Regions from separate parts of the Rattus norvegicus genome. Here region 1 is linked to region 2. Evidence: chromatin contacts called from public Hi-C data. All regions are on one chromosome and are shown on one strand. Each heading gives the region's core, a stretch centred on a gene start, on an enhancer-like site or on the middle of the called end of the contact. The rest is flanking DNA. Distances are from core to core; before and after follow the strand shown. Region 1 holds the start of Stmn1 (stathmin 1). Region 2 holds the start of C5h1orf232 (similar to human chromosome 1 open reading frame 230).

What was found. A called contact is a pair of places that touch in the nucleus more often than the background predicts.
Region 1: a contact with region 2 is called in a Hi-C map of kidney, with 5 times the contacts expected there. The contact joins the promoter of Stmn1 here to the promoter of C5h1orf232 in region 2. A contact is called at or near these places in 5 of 12 Hi-C or Micro-C datasets (the A7r5 cell line, the Rat2 cell line, kidney and 2 more).

What each region holds. Positions count from the first base shown.
Region 1 is chr5:151,962,732-151,967,424 of GRCr8, reverse strand. It overlaps Stmn1 (stathmin 1), which reads right to left and starts at 2,246. Exons shown (of 5, transcript NM_017166.2): 1 at 2,149-2,246; 2 at 501-573; 3 at 1-38. The coding sequence starts at 513. LOC134487004 (a long non-coding RNA gene) reads left to right here and starts at 2,837. Exons shown (of 2, transcript XR_010066672.1): 1 at 2,837-2,988; 2 at 3,739-4,047.
Region 2 is chr5:151,748,855-151,753,327 of GRCr8, reverse strand. C5h1orf232 (similar to human chromosome 1 open reading frame 230) reads right to left here and starts at 3,191. Exons shown (of 4, transcript NM_001419606.1): 1 at 3,040-3,191; 2 at 1,618-1,701; 3 at 1,404-1,501; 4 at 1-337. The coding sequence starts at 3,123. The coding sequence ends at 37.

The DNA.
Region 1 (4,693 bases), core at 997-3,496, 220 kb before region 2:
GCCGGAAGCACGCTTCTCCAGCTCTTTCACCTGAATATCTGGGGTTGATCAGATGTATGATAAATGAGGAAAAACCCAGCTTGCTTATTTAAATAAAGGGATCTATAATTTTCTAAAAACCAGTAATTTAACAATCAGAATGAAAGCTAATGAAAGTGTTTGTAGATAAGAAATCAAACGACTTTTTTTTTTTTAAAGCTCAACATTTTGGGCTAACGAATACCATTTTGAGGAGGAATTAGTACTTGACAATCATTCTATGAAACAAAGAATGGCTTGTGTAAAACCCCACAATTTTGCTTTAGACCAAGCCAAAATTATGAATGGCAATGAGTTTTCCATATACTTATCCAAGTAATAAAAATTTAATTGCCTTTTTATTTGCAAATTAAATTTTGAAAAGAACACAAAAGCCAAATTAAAAGCTTAAGGCCTGCGCCACTTCCTATTCTAAAGCCATAGCCCACCCCAGTTTCAGCTTTTTGAAATCAATTACCTACCAGAAGATGCCATGTTGGACAGAAGACAAGAGACTGGCTGTACACTCTACACAATCCACTGGCAAGGAAAGCCCTGGAATGATTTTTCAAAGCATGCAATCAATTTCTCCACATTTCCCCCATGTCATCAGCACAAAGGGATCTCAAATCACACCCGTGACAATGTCAGGAAAATCATTAGGTGGAAATCAAGAAACATCATTAAAAAATCATCTAGAAACACCGAAGCCTATCAGGATATTTTAACTGAATAACGCTGGCAGCAGAAAATCAAATTAAATGATATTCTTCAAAGAAAAAAACCTTGGAATCTCAAAAATCAGAGGTGCAATCACAAGGTTGAAGGATTCCTTCCCTTAACCCTTTTTTCCGTACCCAACATAAGAAGATCTTCCAGATTCAACCCAACAATGAGATCGGAGCCATCTTAATTCTGTCTACAACTCATTGTGCAAATGAAATACCCACCCCTGCTTTGTCTGTGTTTGCCATGGTGAATAACACCCAAGCTAGAAGCCAATGGTATTCAAGTCCCATTGTTCTTAGGGTTTAAGCTACTAGCCTCACAGTGAGAAAATGAAGTTTTATGAACCTCTACGTTTCCTTTGAGGGCAGGGTCTAAGAGCTATTTAGCCCAGGCTGGTCTTGAAATTACAATCCTCTTGCCTCAGCCTCCTCAGTGTAGAGGGGTGGGGTTTTGCCCAGTAGGTTAGCAGTTGCTTAACATTTGCAAAGCCCTGGGTTTCATGTTCGATGCACACACGGGCGATGGGGTGGGGGAAGCTTCTGAGGTTGAGATTTTAGACAAGCACCACCACACCCGCCTTAGGTTTGTCACATTTGATGCCTTATGTCGCAATATTTTTTTCCAACAGTTGTCGAGTATTTTTTAAAAAGATCACCACTCTTTCAGCCCCGAAGTGTATTTTTTAAAGGTTCCAAACGCTAGACATTGAAAAAAACGAGGCAACGAAAAAAGCATTTAGCTGTGGCGGAGCACCCAAGCAGCAGACTACACAGCATGGGCGTGGTCCTGGCCCGGGCGGGCAGGCTGGCAGCCCCGGCCAATCAGAACACGCCCTAAGCTCCGGCCCCTGGCCCCGCCCCTCGGCTCCCCGCGCCTTTTCGAATCTCCGCGAACCTCTCCACACTCGGGAGCCCGCGCGCGTGGGCAGCGACAGGATGGGCGGGGCTAACGGTCCTCCGGGGTGGCCCCGCCCCTCTCGGGCTGGCAGCGCGCGGCAGTCTACCCCCCCAACTCCCGCCAAAAACACCTCGCGGACACGCAGTCCTGGGGTGGTTGCAGAGGGCTTGGTCGCATGGCCTCCACCCACTGACGGGAGTGCCCAGAGCTGCCCGGGACCACCGCCACGAAGCCCCGGGAGACTGGGCGGGCGCCGCCCCTCGGGAGCACGAGCGCCCCTAGCCTCGCTCTCCTTTAGACAATGGGGACCCCTGAACAGCCGCGCCCGCTGAGCGGTAGATGCAGAGGACGGCTCACGCCTCCTATTGTCTCCACGCTCGCACCCGAGGCTAAAGCTCACCGCTGGCCGCGCCCCCTCCCCACCAAGCCGCATCCCCAGGGAACAGGGACAAAAGCCAAGGCTCCGCCGGAGCTCCACACAAAAGACGAACGCCCCCCACCCACCAGGGCTCGAGGTCTCCGCCCGTCCCGTGTCCCCGGCTAGGGGCTCGCCGCGTTCCCGGCTGCTCCCTACCCTGCCGTCGCCTCCGCCTAAGCCAAGCCTGCACCCACCTGCTCAGTCCGAGCCGCCTGGCCACACTCTGAGAACCAACAGACCTGGGCGCGCACAAAAGCGCCAAACAGCGGCACGTGACCCGGACCAGGCGCACCGCATTGGCTGCGGGTGACCGCACGTGCCAGTCCCGCCCCGAAGCCCGAGGGCCCCGCCTCTCCGGAGCGGCGCATTTCGGGAATTGTAGTCCGGGCTAGTGGGGCAGGAAGACAATGCTAGGGGTGGGGCACTCCTGGTAGGGGGTCTCGCTAGGTGCGAGCTCGCACTGGACCTGGGCCTCTGATCTGAAGAGCATTTGGCCGCGTCCACAGGAGTGAATCCGTTACGGAACTCCCTCCCTAGGAAAAGTGCAGGGCGAGGCGAGGCACTGAGTAGGGGTCGGTTCTAACCTACTTCTGTCTTTTAGACCTTGACGGACTGGACTCTTCTTCTACCCGGCCATAGGAGTTTCTTTCGCTCCCTAAGCAGTGTCCCTTTTGATGCCACACCCCACCCGGTCGCCTAAGACTCTCGAACCCCTGTGACAAGACAGTGCCATTCCACGCCCCTGCACGGTCCTCTACCCTTGGCGTGCTTCCACGGACACACCGCAGCGAGTCACCTGTAGCGCGACATCGCAGTCGCTAACCCATTTTCTACTGGCAGGTCACGGGCGTGGTCCTTCCTTTGGTCATTTGCATTCTCACCATCAGCTTCCCGAGCTGGAAACACTAGGATCTATGCTGGACAGCGTGAGGCTCTGGAATCTGATCTTGGGTCTAACAAAAGCGACTAAGCTTAAAGGCAGACTCCATCTGGCCTGCCAAAGCGTTGCGGTGACAGGAAAGGGAAGGGAAGAGCGATGGCAGTTCTAGATACACTTTGCTGCTTTTGTTCTGAAAGCACGTGCTCCCCAGAGCGGGGCTGGGCTCTCTTTGAGAATGTAAACAAAAGGAGCCACAAGGTCACGGTTCCCTCTGGCCAGGATAAAGCAAAACTATAGCAGAGACACAAAGGAAATTAGCATGAACCTGTCTCTCTCAGAACCCCCTCCTCTCTGCTGACCAAAGCTGTGTCCCCGTGAGTGGTCATTTCCCCAAAGCACCTGCTCAAAAACTCTATTAATTTGATTTACTATTTTATTAATGGATTTGGTCTCCCAAAAGCTAAACCACACATAGACCAGGTTCTGTGGAAACACAGTCCTAATTCTAAAACAATCCTACATCTGGTTAATGAATAGGGAAGTACCCGAGATAAAATATAACAGGCATACAAGACAATGAAAACTGTATTGTGCAGAAAACACACAAAGCAAGCAACTGGCAAAGCCCTGTTGCGTAAAATATGCTTATAGAGGCATATTTTCCCAACAATTGCCCTTGCGTGGGGTCAGTCTCCCTCTGCCCCCACCCAGCCAGTCTAAGTGGTTCTTGCTTAGCTTGTGAGCAGCAGGAGACAATTCTGCACATTGACCGGGCTTTTCTCTTTCACAAACGTAGCCCCACAATGGCCTGGCGTTTCAACTTTCCGAATGGATCTCAGAAATCATTTTCAAAACTGGACAGGAATGAGGATAAGTCCCTTCTGAAAACCGAGATGACAGAGGAACACAGATGAGCGGAGACCTCCACGGCGGCCAAGAGGTCTGGTACCTTCCGAACGAGCACTTTGTCTTAAAGTCTTTGTACTGGATTTGGAGATGTGTGTGGAAGGTCCCACCCATGCGATGCACTTTTTTTTCTCCAAATACAAGATATGCCACACAAAAGTCTCATATTTCTATTAAAGTTGTGACAGGGGAGAATTAATCTTTCAAAACACTGATTATTTTGAAGCGTTTATATCATCCCTCCCCACCCCCACACACACCTCTCTCCCTGGAGCAGATGCGTATTTCCATGGAAACCACAGCTAGGAATGGAGTAGATGTTAGAACTCATGTAGATTTTTTTTTCATGTTTTTTATCGATACCCCTTGCCTTCTGCATTTGTGGTTAGGGGTCCGCTCCTGTTGACACCTGTGACAAGAATATCTCCAGATTCTCACTGCTGCTTAGGAGGGGGAAGGACACGGGGTGGGGTGCGGGGGGGGGGTGGGAATAAGGGTCCCCTGGCATGACCTTGTGAATAAAGCAGTGCTTCCTGTGCTGTGGGAAGATCCTGTTCTGTAGGATGAAAAGGGGTTGCTTCTCTCAAAGCCGGTTCTCACCAGTGTTCACAGATGGTCTCCGGAATCAGGAAGGGTAGCCAACATCTTTTGCTTCCCCACTTTGGGAAGGGCCAGAACCTGCCTCTCCCCTAACACTAGCAAGATCCCCGCCCTCTCCAAGAGGCAGTGAAGGGTTAATGTTTCCATCTCGGGAGCTGCCTGCCTTTGCCCATGAGAATTATTTTTGCTTCTGCTCAGACGGTTTGGTCGGATTGCTGTGGGGCCGGCTGTGACTGGATTAGCAC
Region 2 (4,473 bases), core at 1,942-4,441:
AGGTAGGGAAGGACGGGCGCCAGCGAGACTGGCCAGCTAGTCGCCCTTAGGCACGGCCTTCACCCTCATCTCTGCCAGTTTGTGGGTGAGGAAACCCCACTTGAAGCCTGCCGCGGGATCCGCCTCCGGTGTCTCGGGGCACTCGGTGGCCTCCTCGGCAGGCTTGTCGTCCTGGGACTCCAGGTTCTGCTCCGCGGTGGTTTCCACGCCGCGCAGCATGGACGCCGCCGCCTGCTGCTGCTGCTGCCACCTGCTGGCGAACGCGTTCCAGAATCCTGGTCCGCGCGGCTCGGTCTCGGGGGCGGTCGCCTGGGTGGAAGGGGGCGCAGCCAGTGGGCTGCAGGAGAGGTAGGGGGTCAGCATGATGGCCAGGGGTCCCAGAGAGGGGCAGTGGGCAGAAGAAAGGACAGGCAGTGCGGCCAAGGGAGTCCGGGCAAGGTCTGCAAGCAAGGGCAGGTGGGGACAGGAGAGAAGATGAGATGGTTGGGCAGAGGGGAACTGGGATTTCCGAGTTGGGGTGGGTGGGTGGGGTCAGGAATTTGGAGAAGTGACTCTGGCGCAGAGACGAGGGTCTCTGAGAGGAGGAGGCAGGAGAGAGTTGGGGTGGGCTTGTTTAGGCCCTATAGAAGGGAATCCCTCAGGCTCTAGGATCGAGGGAAAGAGGAGTTTGGTACACGGAGAAAGTGGAAGAGATCTTGGCACAGATGCTTAGAAAAGATGAGGGGTAAGGCGGATTCGATGTGGAGAAGGGCTGTGAAGGAGGGGCGATAAGGCTTGAAGAAGAAGCCTTGCCTCTGGAAAAGTCCTTGGAGAACTGGGACTGGAGGGTGGGGGGTAGGACCCCTGAGGCAAGAGTAATAATGGTTGGAGGTCCTAGGGAAGAAGGAAATGTGGTGGGTGGGTGGGAGGGGTTGAAAGAAAGCAGACATGCTGAGTGTGTAAGAAACAAAGCCAGCTAGAGATGAAGCCCCGAGTCTGTTCTCAATACCAAAGACCTTGTCAAGCAATGCTTTCCAAACTGGTGTGCCTTGGGGTCCTCTGGGATCCTCAGACCTCTATGGACACCAAGAGAATCAGAAGAAGGGGATCTATGCTGGTGACAAGCTGCTTTGGATAGTGAAGTTTTACCATCTAGACCATGTCAAGGTCTTCTCTGCTGTCCTGGGTTCAAGGGAGCTGGCTGTCCTCAGGAAGAGGGAGGAGCCGCCCATAAGGACTGCCCTTTACCTCAGTCCCAAGAGGTCTGATTCTATCTCCTACCCAGGTCTGCTGTCTCCTGATAGGAAAGAGCATTCTGGGGCTGTCCCTATAAAGCCCTAGAGGATTAGAAGGGCAGAGGGAGCCATGGTGGCAGAAGGGAGATCGTAGGACCCTTCCAGCCCCGCCCCTAAGGACACACGTACTGATCAGCACAGGGCTCTGGTGGCAGCAGTTTGTCCTCATCTTCTTTGTTAAACAGAGACGACATTGTCAGCCAGCCTTTCACCCCGACCCCCTGAACCTGGGAGGGAAGAGCTGGGAGTCAGGAATATGGCCGAGATGCAGCCAAGCCTCCAGGGCTTCACCACTGCCTCCGGCAGGCTTCCCAGGCTCGGATGAAAGGACTGCTGAACTCACCCTGCGGGCCAGCTGTGACATGGGGTTGAACATCTCCTCCGTGGGTTCTGCCGTCTCAGACTCCACCAAAGCTGGGCTCTCCCTCTGGGACACAAGACACCCCCCAACCCCTGGCGTGAGAGGAGCCCCATTGCTAACCAGTGCACACACACAAGGCAGTCTGTGTACCATAGAAGCACATCTATTGTGCACCCTGCATCTCCACGAGAGCCCCTGGGAATGCTTGCAGATACACTTATCTCTACATAATGCCTCTGCTCACACACACAAGCCTGCCTGGTAAATCTCTGAGCACATATGCCTGCCCACTCCCAAACACATCCAGACGAACTCAAAACCTCAGACGAGGGCACCCGATATGCACTACTACCAGCATCCATGCTTCTTTGTGGCCACACCTTCCCCCCTGTATACGCATGGATGTGCAGTCAGGCGCCCACACGAGAGTACTCATGTGGCTAAGCGATTCCTGTGTCCTCTTCTCCAGCAGGAAGCTGGCTAAACAGAGACCTATGCACAGCAGTTTTCTCCCGCCAACCAAGTGTAACACCTGGAAATGCCTACACGAAAGTGTACAGGTACAGAAGCATGCTCAAAACACACATCCACGAAAACTCCCGAAGTCCAGTTCACACCGGCACCGGAGTTTCCACAGAGACACTAATTGCTAGCGTTTTTCCTACAGTCACATCCACAGAAACCCAGTCTTGGACACCAACCTGTCCAGTCGTATGCTTATCCGCCCCCTCACTGGGCTAGTTCCTGCCCCTGTCCTTTCTATTTGTGTACCCACCACTTACCACAGCTTCTAGTCTAGACGTAAACTGTCTTTGCTTCAAAGTCATTTTGGGCCCTCCCTGTCACAACCAAGTATGGTGCAAGTATGGCTTTGATTGGACGCTGCTACTGTGGTCTGCAGAGCATTAAGCGCTATTCCCTAAGGGTTTGGGGATTTAGCTCAGTGGTAGAGTGCTTGCTTAGCAAGCGCAAGGCCCTGGGTTCGGTCCCCAGCTCCGAAAAAAAAAAAAAAAAAAAAAAAAAAAAAAAAAGAAAAAAAAAAAAAAGAGCAGAGCTACTCCCTACTCCTATAAACTGGAGTTCATTACTCTCCAGGCAAGGGATCCCACTCCGATTAGCTCTGCCCACCAGAAAGCTGTATAAAGCGCAATGCACTTTTGTATCTACTGCCAAGTGGCACAGGGATGATCTTTACCACACGGCAGTTCATGAGATGCTTGGGGTCAGTGGTGCTTCTCTCGTGGCCCTGGCTCTCCCTGTTCTCCTTCTCTTGAACATCTGTCATTGCACTGCACTGTTCCTGATCTCACAAAGGAATCTATCTTCTTCCCCAGCCCATTCAATGCTCTCTATGCTCCCTCGCTCTGCTGTCTGTCTGTCCTAGAAAACACGGACAGAACCTACCTCTTCTGCCAGGTCCTCTTCAGATTCTCCACTCAGAGTCTGTAGCACTTTGGACTTGTAAGCTTTCCAGAAGGCTTGGTTCATGGCTGCCAGAGAAAGGGGACTGGCACCCAGGCACGGAAGGTGGGAGCTCAATGACCAGCAGTGGCTCTGCTTCCAGAAGCTTGGAAGAACTGAGAGCCTGTCCCAGAGATCCGGTGACTTCATGAAAGATGTACTAGCCTCCCCAGCTGGCACAGTGCCAAGCAGGTAAACCTGATCCCGGTGAGTCTGAGGTTGGGACGGGCTTGTACCATCTCAGCCCCCACCCTGTCTTGCTGGTCTTGACCCACATTGACAAACGTTAATGAAGTCAGTCTTTTTGGAGAGTCTGGTTTCCTGCCTGCACTGGATACTGGCTGATGGTTCATCTCTTGGAAGAGCTGTAGAAAATGTTTTCCACTCAAAGTCTTGAGTCCAGGAGCCATACCTATGCATTCCGTGATTGTAGCCATTCTAGCTAAGTCCTCGTCAGGGTCCTACCCTGTGTCTACCCAGTCCTCATGAGCTGGAGTGGGACAACCCCAGGTCTCCAGTCAGCATCCTGGGCTTCCATTTCACTGCTGGTCTGGCCTAGAAACCTGTTCTCCCCAGGGATGCACGTGCCTGACTCCCTGTTTCCTGGCAACTCGTTCCAAAGGGCCAGAACTCTGAATTATTGCTGAGGTCCTCTCCCCCCATAGAGTAGAGCTGGCGTTGGCCAGCCTGAGAGGCACCAGGCCAAGAGGAGTGAAGGCACCACTTCTTGGTCATTTTCCTGTTTTCCGCCAGCCCTGCCCTGGGAGCCTGGGCATAGAGAAAGAAAGCAGAGGTGGGGGGTTCTCCTAGGAACATTTCCTCTTGTGCTAGGGATACAGTGCCCCACACCAAACTCCCGCGTTAGACTGCCTGCCTGGATTACATGAAGTCCCAGGCACCAACCCCAGTTCTGAAAAACCAACCAACCAACCAACCAGCCAACCAACCAATCGAGCAATCAAGCAAGCAACCAAACAACAGCAGACAAAAGGCTCTTTTTGTAAGAAGAGCTGAACATTCTTCAAGGACAGACCCCTTAGGTGGTAGATTCTTTGTGAAACAATTTAACGCTCTTTGCCCCAGGAATTTGCTTGAGAGTAGAGGGGCGTGGAGCTGGGGGACAGAGGAGAGAGGTAAAAGGAAACGCCAAGGGTTGAGGTGGGGGGAAGAAGGCTCTTTGTTAGAACCTAGAGGTTTCTCTGGGTGACTCATCCATGATCACACTAATTCTCATTGATGAAGTAATTTATTCATGGCACAAGCATCGGTGCTGTCCAGAGACGTTAAAAGCATCCCCTACCACTGAAATCCGAGGTGTGGAAACCGGGAAGTGATGCTGGGGCAGGAGGAATGGTGGGACCGGCTCCCTCAGGCCCG